Regions from separate parts of the Zea mays genome. Here regions 1 and 3 are each linked to region 2. The links are chromatin contacts, called in public Hi-C maps. All regions are on one chromosome and are shown on one strand. The core of a region is the stretch at or near the end of the contact, and the rest is flanking DNA. Distances in the headings are between cores, read along the strand shown. Region 1 holds the start of LOC100286265. Region 2 holds the start of LOC100284627 (PP2A regulatory subunit TAP46). Region 3 holds the start of LOC103647116.

Region 1 (3,165 bases), core at 241-2,740, 350 kb after region 2:
ACTTGTAACGGGTCTATACCTCTCCTTATTTAAACGAATGGGTACGGCCGGTTGAAACACACACAATCGATCCAATCAAACCAATTTACTATACTTATCTTATTTGACTTGTTCTTTGCATGCATTAGGAGTAGGAGTAATCTAGCCCTAGTATTAGTCTTACTCGATATATTTCATCTCTCTTCGGCTCGATGTCATCTAGAGGTGTCTAGGGTGGCCTGTCGACATCAAGACAACACTAAGATCTCTCCTCCTCGACAGAATACCTCATAGGAGGCGAGATGCTGCGAAGAAGACCCTATGCTATCATAGATGGTCCGAAAGCGCGCTAGGAGGAGCCGCTGCCGCAGCAATGTCACGAGCCGTCAAACAAACACTGAACCCTTTTATGCCCAACGACTATCAACTATGAGGTTAGCTAGCAAGGCTTCCCTTACTCGTGCAGTGGGTGGGCAAGCGCTGCTGTCTGCTACCGGAATCGATCACCACACACGGCGCACGCAATGCAAGCTGCAACTGCACGGCCGGCTTTTCCCTTGTGCTGTTTCCATGCATCTCCATCCAAAAGAAGGAAGGAAGCACGTACAGGGACGAGGAGTGTGGCAAGTGCAGCCGAAATTCCTGATGAGTTTCCCATCCGATCCATCCAACGTGTATAGTACGAGGTACGACTCTCTGGCTCCATCGCTCATCTCTCATCAATGGCCGTCACGCTACCTCTCACTGTCATCAGGTTAGTTTCCTGGCACTTCACGAAACGCAGCCGGAAGTTTCGTGGAACCTTCGTCGTCCAACGTCGTCCCTCCGTGTGTACTGGTATGCCGTACACCGTAGTATATGTATACGGCGGCACCGAAACGTACGTATATACCCGGTGAAAATGCAACACGTACGTATGTTTCTCTGTGTTGCTGGCGTTCTGATTGTTTGAGCACTCGTGCAAAATAAATGATCGTTTTGTTTAAAATTTAGTAAAACCATAATATTAAGAACTTTGATCTAGACCAAAGTTTTCCCTTGTCATGCGTGCGAAACTTTGGTATTGCAAAACTGTGGTATCGAAATATTTTAGTTGTGCTTTACCATTCAAATAATATATAGTATTGTAAAATTACGGTATTAAAAAGCTTTGCTCCCGAACAGGCTCGAGACTGAATGCACGCCCAAGCGTTAGCAGGAGCGGCGGTGCTGCATGATGCAGTGGTATGTAAAGGATCGCCGTCGTTGGCACCATGCAGAAGACGACGACGGACTGACGAAGAGGAGGAAGAATTGAGGGTGGGAGCCTTGGAGACGGAGACGAGCGAGAGAATCGCATCGCTTGTCTGGGTCGGGGTGGGTTTTCGGTGAGGCCAGTCTGCAGGTAGGCCCCGCCCCGGTCGTTAGTTTCCCGCGCCGGCCGGGGCGCGAAAGAACGAAGCTTCGCGGAAGCTCCCTCCCCTACCCCTCGCCACCCCTCTATAACTCCGAGCCTCGTCTTCTCTTCTCCACCCCTCATCTTCCTCTCCTTCCCTCCCAACCTCGGTCACCAGTCCATCGATCCTCGAATCGCTCGCCTGCACTGCACTGCAAGGTACATACGCCATGAAGCTGAGCATGCCTTTCTTCGGCTCGTCTTCCTCCTCCTCCGGCAAGAAGAGGAAGGGGTCAAAGACCGGCGGCTCCTCTTCCTTCGTCTCCACCGCGTCGTCGTCCTCGTCCGACGAGTGCGCATCGCCGTCAGCCGTCACGACGACGCCACGCACCGTCCTCCAATCCCAGCCGTCCGCCCCCAACCCGAAGCCTCCGGCGGTAGTAGCCGCCGCCGTGACGCGGGAGGACCTGGAGGTGGCGCTGCGCCGGGTGGTCCGCAGCGAGGACGAGCTGGCCGCGGTGCTGGCCGAGGCGGAGGCCGCCGGGCTCGCGCCCGAGCAGGCCGCGTCCGCGGAGGCGGAGGACGAGGCCGAGCTCCGCGACGCGTTCGCGGTGTTCGACGCGGACGGCGACGGCAGGATCTCCGCGGAGGAGCTCCGCGCCGTGCTCGCCGCGCTCGGCGACGCCGCCTGCTCCGTCGAGGACTGCCGCCGCATGATCGGCCGCGTCGACGGCGATGGCGACGGCTTCGTCTGCTTCCACGACTTCTCGCGCATGATGATGCAGGGGGCGTGATTCTGGCGTCGTCGTGCCTGGCTGGGTTGTGTCGGTCTCCGCGTGTTTCTTCTGTTGCAAAATCTCTCTACCTGTATGTGGACCTGTTTTTTCGGTGTCATCTACTCGTATCATCTCCGTCGTGCGAGATGAATGAACCCAAAAGAGATCTATATATTTTCATCTTTTCCAATCATGGATTTTGTTCTTCTTTTCAAATCAGAGATTGGTTGATGTCCAACAAATTTGTTTTTTTTCCACAAAACGCTCGCATACGTCGTACAAACACGTGTAGACGTGTGCGACAGTTCTCTTATAAATTTTAAAGGATCTTACAAATATACTCTAAAGTCAAACGTAAGTATGCTGTTCCATCACCCGCCCCCACTCGTCAGCATCCAGGGTTCCTCTGCCTTGACGAAGAGCCCTTGACGAAGAGCGGTGGTCGGGTTTCCGAGAACTCCAGATAGGTAGTATCTCGTGGTCCTGCCTTGACGAAGAGCGGTCGTGGTCCTGCCTTGACGAAGAGCGGTGGTCGGTTTTCGAGAACTCCAGATAGGTAGTATCTCGTGGTCCTTGAGAGGGAACTCTTCCTCCATATTGTTGAAATTGGTTGTGCGCAAAACTCTTCCTCCGTGTTGTTGAAATTGGTTGCCCGCCATTTCGCGCAGAAAGCGCGTGTTGTCGGCGGTGGTGTTGACTAAGGCAGCGATAGCTTTGACCAAGGTAGGAGGTACGGGTGACGGATTGGGAGTGTCCTTCCCGCCGCGGGATGTACCTGCCCCATCATGAGCACGAGTCCGGGATGGCATATGAGGCAAAGAAACATTTGGAAATATAACATGTCAAACATACACCATTTTTATTTCATTACGGAACAGTAATAATTATACATACTCCATTATACAACTCAACTGTCTTACTTATTTTACATAAGTACATTACTTAGACTATACTACACTAATCTTCTTCATCCTTAGTTGTTCCGCTGCCTGCTTCAGGAGACCGTTCATCTGCAAGATTCATGAAAGGAGGGGC
Region 2 (3,275 bases), core at 605-3,104:
TTGTTTGGCGGAGCGAGCCAGATGGGACGCCGGTCTTGTTCCCTGTAGCCTGAGTCAGCTTGGGGTAGGGTAATGATGGCGCCTCCTGTGACGTGGTCGGTCCGAGCCCTAGGTTGGGTGAGGTGGAGGCTCCTCCGAGGTCGAGGTCGAGTTTGTCTTCCGAGGCCGAGATCGAGTCCGAGCCCCCGGGTCGGGCGAGGCGGAGACCGTCGACTGAAGCCAGGGCTGAGTCCGAGCCCTGGGGTCGGGCGAAGCGGAGTTCGTCGTCTTCCGGGGCTGAGCCCGAGTCTGAGCCCTGGGGTCGGGCGAAGCGGAGTTCGTCGTCTTCCGGGGCTGAGCCCGAGTCCGAGCCCTGGGGTCGGGCGAAGCGGAGTTTCCTATGGCGCCTGAGGGCGGACTTGGCTGGTGTCAGCCTCACTCTGTCGAGTGGCACAACAGTCAGAGCAGCGCAGGCGGCGCTGTCCTCTTGTCAGGCCGGTCAGTGGAGCGGCGAAGTGACTACGGTCACTTCGGCTCTGTCAACTGGAGGGCGCGCGTCAGGATAAAGGTGTCAGGCCACCTTTGCATTAAATGCCCCTGCGATTTGGTCGGTTGGCGTGGCGACTTGGCCAAGGTTGCTTCTTGGTGAAGACTGGGCCTCGGGCGAGCCGAAGGTGTGTCCGTTGCTGGAGGGGGTCCTCGGGCGAGACGTAGATCCTCCGGGGTCGGCTGCCCTTGCCCAAGGCTGGGCTCGGGCGAGGCGTGATCGCGTCCCTCGAATGGACCGATCCCTGACTTAGTCGCACCCATCAGGCCTTTGCAGCTTTGTGCTGATGGGGTTACCAGCTGAGATTTAGGAGTCTTGAGGGTACCCCTAATTATGGTCCCCGACACACGGCTTGTGGGTAAAGTTGTACCACCTCTGCAGAGTGTAAACCGATATATCAGCCGTGCTCACGGTTATGAGCAGCCTCGACTCCTCACATGATAATTGAACTTGAAGATGGAAATAAATCGAGATCCGATGACCTGCCAATGGTTTTGCTTAAGTGGTTTCACTTAAGTGTTTTTTATATACTCTTATACCTTTGTTTAATGGGAATTCTTGGGATTCACACTTATTAGTAAGACATGTGTTATTAATAAAATGTTGACCAACTAAAATGCTTACTGCTCAACCTTAGCCTCATCTTGTTACCTTGCATTAGTTTTTCCCCCACTTGCTGAGCCCCGACCATAAGTGAGCTCACCCTTGCTTAATTTTGATCAGAAGTTTGCAGATGAAGTTATGATGCTAAGCTCCATGGATGCTAGTCTAGTGATACCCCCGGTCATCTTCCTGTGGATGGATGTCCATGTTTCGCTGTACTTTGATGAATAAAGGTTAAGACATTATGTCTGTTCGAAGTGTAATATGTTAATATAATCTTTATTTACGCTTTTATGCATTGTTCTTTTGATATATTACACTTGTGACGTCAACATATGTGCGGAAATAGATCCTGGCACACATATAGTATGCACCCGGCTCTGCCCCTTTGGAAACGGGTGTGACACATGTTCATCAATTATTCTATAAATGATATGCATATAGTTTCGTTTTGCTAGAATATGGTAGCTCGTTTAGCTCGCGAGCTGGCTCGTTAACGAACCGAGCTGGCTCGTTAACGATCCGAGCTAGAATGTCAGGTCAGCTCGTGAAAAAATTCAAACGAGCCGATCCAAGCCGAGCTAACCATGAACCGAGCAAGCTAGCGAGCCACGAGTATTTCATCGAGACCTAGCCTAAACTAGCCTCATATATGTAGCAATGCGAGTACGTTGCAATTCGTGCGTTCCAGAGTGTTCTCTACATTTTTTAAAGGAACAGTACCCGCAGTGTAACAACTAACAAAGCTTCATTAATTTTTTTAATAAATCTTCCGAGGCGTCCAGCGTCCTCCCGGCGACGACGCTTCCCGAGCTCTCTCCTTCCCGCGACCCTCTCCTCTGCCCCGCTCCACTAGGGTTTTGCCGCAGACCTCTCGCTCGCTTCCGGTTCCGCGAGGCAACCGTCCGACCGGTCGGAATGGTGGATGTGGAGGAGACCGGGAACAAGTTGCAATCGCAGATGCGCCTCCACGCGGAGCCGGAGGACGACGCCGCCGACCTCCCCCTCCCGGCCCTCTTCGATAGGGCGTCGCGGCTCCACGCCCTGGCCTCCAGCTCCGCTCTCGACCAGGTGCCTCCCTCCTCTCTCTTCTGGGAACTGGGGTCGTCTCGCCCTTCTTCCGCTCACCCAGAGATTGAGATCGGGTGAGCGGTGCTTACGCGCTTGGTTTTTTTTTCCGCCGCGCAGGATGGGATCCGCACGGGGGTTGACCTGCTGCGGCGCTGCGACGACATGGTCAGCAAGCTCGGCCTCTTCTCCCCCAACGAGACCAAGGAGGACGTCTCCACAGCAAACCTCAAGTACCTACTGGTATGTCCGTCCCCCTCCCCCTTCAATCTGCTCTGCTCTCCGTACTAGTCCGTGAAACAGGTCGTGATGGTACTAGACGCCTGGTCAGTTTTATTCAGTTGTCAGGACAATTGGAAATCACGCCTGGTCACTTTTATTCAGTTGCGAGTACAATTGCAAATCACAACAGTGCTAGAAAACTTAAGACTTGTTCCAGTGGTTCACATGTTTGATTTTCTTCTGTACACCTCTGATATTTGTTTGCATTTGTAGGTCCCATATTACCTTGCAGAAATGACCGAAAAGATAGCACAGGAGGATCGGATCCCGGTTCTTAAGACGTCACAGGACCATCTGAAGGTTATCAATTTGCCCTGTCACATTGTTTCACTAGGTGTAGCTTTTTAATTCGTTCATAACGAGGGGTCTCTAGCATGGTACTCTGTCATCACGTTACCTCCTTTTTCACCCCACAGGAGTTCATTGCTCTATGTGAAGTACTAGAGCTTATCCCAGAGGATGAGCTAGAATTGTCTAGGCAGAAGCAGCCAGATACTATGACAAACAGAAGAGCGCAGAAGGTGAGACTGAATTACTTCCCATTTAATCTCTCAAGGTATTAATCAGTCAGTCAGTTTCTACTCTGTAATTGGAACACAGTAATATGGGACATGGTTCTCTTGTTGTGCTGAATCTATGACGCACAAGCTGATTTTACTTGTAAGATGTTTAAGGTGGGTCGGTTTTCTGTAGTTCACTATTTATTGTTTATTTTTCAAGGTTGCCCGGTTCAAACGTCAAAAGGCTGCAGAAACGAAGCTCCAAGAGATCAGAGAGAGAAAAGAAAGGCGTGGAC
Region 3 (3,094 bases), core at 420-2,919, 270 kb before region 2:
CGAATGCACGAGAAGTTTGGGTATCAGTGAAGTCAAGTGCAGAAAATGGCTGCTTTCGCTCACGTCATTCGTCCGCAGCCAGGTAATTTTACTCAGAACACAGATAAAGAGTGGTTGCTCTGTGACGTTAAGGATGTAGCTAAGCTGATTACTTGTCTCTGCAGAATGGCGCGATAGCAGAGGCGATCCGCACGTGGAAGAGCAATTTCGACAAGGAGTTTGAGGGCGTGGAGGAGTGCCCAATCTGTTACAGCATTCTCCACACCAGCAACCACAACCTGCCGCGGCTGGCGTGCAAGACGTGCAAGCACAAGTTCCACGGCGCCTGCCTCTACAAGTGGTTCTCCACGTCCAACAAATCGACTTGCCCGCTGTGCCAGACTCCGTTCTAGTCCTAGCTCTAGACACATGCTTGTTTGTTGGCACCACACCGTTCGATCCTTCGATGTAAATGGCGTGTGTACGCAGCGCAGTGTTCAGCGTTTTGGCTGTTAAATACTCTCGAAACAGGACGGGACCTGCAGAGACTGAGTTCAGAGGTCTTATAATCTACAATTACCGTGGATTCGCTAGATTATTTTTAGGTTAATTGAACATGAAAATGTCTAAATTCTTAACACTTAATGGTCTTATGAAAACAAACATAAAAAACTATATAAAATCAACTGAATCTACTAGTGCACGTCTATTTTCGTCAAAGACCGGAGCATGTTTTTTTTGGTGGTGGTGGTGGGCCGTGGGGTAGGAGTTACAAAGACGATAGGTTGATCCCGCATCTGTAAATAATTTCCAAATAAAAAAACTGGAAACGTAGCAAAAAAAAAAAGAAAAGAAAGAAGAACTGAAACCCCAAACACCACTAGCTAAAGCACAGTGTTCATGCATGGATTTCTAGGATTGACCTACACTATCACGCAAAATTTCCTTGGCATTCAACTACAAGCATGTTAGCGATTGAAACATGAAATCTTTCCTCTTAGCTTTGCTGCGAGTGCGACCAACTATAGAAAATGAATATATATATATATATATATATATATATATATATATATATATATATCAAATAAATCTGACTAAGTCATATTTGGGCTTGTAAACTATGGGGTGTTTGTTTAGAATTATAATATATCTAGATTATATAATAAAAAATTATAATCCCAAATAAAAAACCCTCTATATCAAATAAAAAACTATCAATTACGATATTATAGATTGTGTAGAAACTATTAACTTTTGGTGTAGACCATATCAGCATTTGAGGCCTTTGAAAATTCAGACTTTTAAAATTTAAAACCTAAGGATTTAAAGTGAACATTTGGATTCTAATAAACACAATCTCATATAAAAAACGTGCTAACATACAAATTTGTTTGAAAATTTTAAAAATTACCCGGAAACTACTGCTCAAGAAGTACCGCTGCTCGAAACCGTGGCAGGCTCCGGCCCGAGCGTGCGCGTGAAACTTACTCCTCCCAAACTAAAGGCTCAACAGGCCATCACATGGAGTCACAACCCAACTAGACGGATGGCCTATCAGCCCACCAACTCCTGGGGGATAGCGCGCGCGCCGCGCCGCGCCGCGCCGTCCTCGTAGCAGCCCAGGGCCCAGGCTGGCCAACGGTTGCCCACGGCCACACATCCGACACGTCCTCGCGGTAGCGGCGCGGCACTCGTTCTGCGGTCAGAGTCAGAACGGCCTAGGCGCTAGCGATAAGCCCCGCCCACCGCGCGCGCGCCGCGGCACCGTACCGGGATGGGCGCCATAGGCATCGTCGTCAGAGCGTGCGCGCCTCTCGCTCCCGCCGCCGCGGCCGCGCCGGCACCCTCCGGCTCCAGCTCCAGGGACGCCGCTCAGGCCCAGCGGTGGAGCAAGCCCACGAGGACCGGCCGCGTGCTCGTGCTCGGCGGCACTGGCCGTGTCGGAGGATCCACGGCCACCGCACTCTCCAAACTCCGCCCTGACCTCGGCATCCTCGTCGGTGGCAGAAACCGGTAGGACCGGCAGGAGAGTAGCCTTTTCTCTTCAGGCTGAACCGATGCTACTTACTGACAGGCGCTGGCCGATTTAGCTTTGACAGGGAGAAAGGCGAGTCCATTGCAGCCAAGCTTGGGGGCCAATCTGAGTTCGTCCAGGTCGACACCCGCAACGCAGGCATGTTGGAGGAAGCGCTGCAGGGTCAGTATCATACTAGCATTCGTGCTAATGCAATGCAAACATCATGCGTATTATGCTGACTACTGACTACTAGCTAGAGCAAGCTACAGTATGTTAATTGGTGGTACAGGACAGCTTCACATTACCAGCAAAGGCTCCAAACCCCAAACAACGCTTTGCTAGCTGACTCCTGATGCATTTCCCCTAAGCAGTGAAACAGATGTTAAATTTTGTTCCAGGAGAAGCTTAACATAAGTACCTGTAAAATTTTCACTTGCGCCAGGTGTGGATTTGGTTGTCCATACTGCTGGACCTTTCCAGAGGGCGGAGGAGTGCACCGTATTGCAGGCGGCGATATCTACTAAGGTAGGATAGAAGCATGGCATGCTTCCGGCTCGATTGATTTTTTTGTGGCAATTTTTTGGCACACTTTGAAACTTCATCCTGAACAGACACCATACATTGATGTCTGCGATGACACGGACTATTCTTGGAGAGCAAAGGGCTTCCATGAGCAAGCAAAAGCTGCCGGTGTTCCAGCTATTACTACTGCTGGCATCTATCCAGGAGTTAGCAATGGTAATTTGTGCATCATCTTTCTGTTAGACTTTAGAACTCAATTTTCCTTGAGTTTTCTTGTTCTTTTTAATGAACTCCGCAACTACATTTTTCTGACAATAATTTTGATAAATCATATGGCACTCCACAATAGTTTTCAAATGGATGCACATGATGCGAAGGTAAGCCAGCATCAAGAGTTGAAACGAGGAAATTTGTGTGAACACCAAATAAGTCTGTCATGTATAGTAAGACCAAAGTTAAAACACATAAAGAAATATAATCTAGCAAAGATAATGTCTATTGGCAAATGAAATACTCTGTCTGTACTTAAGTGAATAACAATGACATAGCAGAATAACTTCAGTTATTGTCTCTGGT

Evidence for each region. Hi-C and Micro-C count contacts between places; a contact is called where the count stands out from the background.
Region 1: a contact with region 2 is called in a Hi-C map of tassel, with 4 times the contacts expected there. The contact joins the promoter of LOC100286265 here to the promoter of LOC100284627 in region 2. A contact is called at or near these places in 2 of 25 Hi-C or Micro-C datasets (ear and tassel).
Region 3: a contact with region 2 is called in a Hi-C map of tassel, with 3 times the contacts expected there. The contact joins the promoter of LOC103647116 here to the promoter of LOC100284627 in region 2. A contact is called at or near these places in 2 of 25 Hi-C or Micro-C datasets (ear and tassel).

What each region holds. Positions count from the first base shown.
Region 1 is chr2:151,041,523-151,044,687 of Zm-B73-REFERENCE-NAM-5.0, reverse strand. It overlaps LOC100286265, which reads left to right and starts at 1,490. Exons shown (of 1, transcript NM_001355684.1): 1 at 1,490-2,320. The coding sequence starts at 1,585. The coding sequence ends at 2,148.
Region 2 is chr2:151,395,487-151,398,761 of Zm-B73-REFERENCE-NAM-5.0, reverse strand. It overlaps LOC100284627 (PP2A regulatory subunit TAP46), which reads left to right and starts at 1,854. Exons shown (of 9, transcript NM_001157522.3): 1 at 1,854-2,200; 2 at 2,318-2,440; 3 at 2,693-2,779; 4 at 2,896-3,000; 5 at 3,200-3,275. The coding sequence starts at 2,048.
Region 3 is chr2:151,665,737-151,668,830 of Zm-B73-REFERENCE-NAM-5.0, reverse strand. It overlaps LOC103647116, which reads left to right and starts at 1,669. Exons shown (of 13, transcript XM_008671667.3): 1 at 1,669-1,992; 2 at 2,079-2,176; 3 at 2,439-2,521; 4 at 2,608-2,734. The coding sequence starts at 1,754. It overlaps LOC103647117 (cytochrome c-type biogenesis ccda-like chloroplastic protein 2), which reads right to left. Exons shown (of 13, transcript XM_035965363.1): 13 at 2,823-3,094. It overlaps LOC103647118 (E3 ubiquitin-protein ligase listerin), which reads left to right. Exons shown (of 15, transcript XM_008671676.3): 14 at 1-82; 15 at 165-577. The coding sequence ends at 392.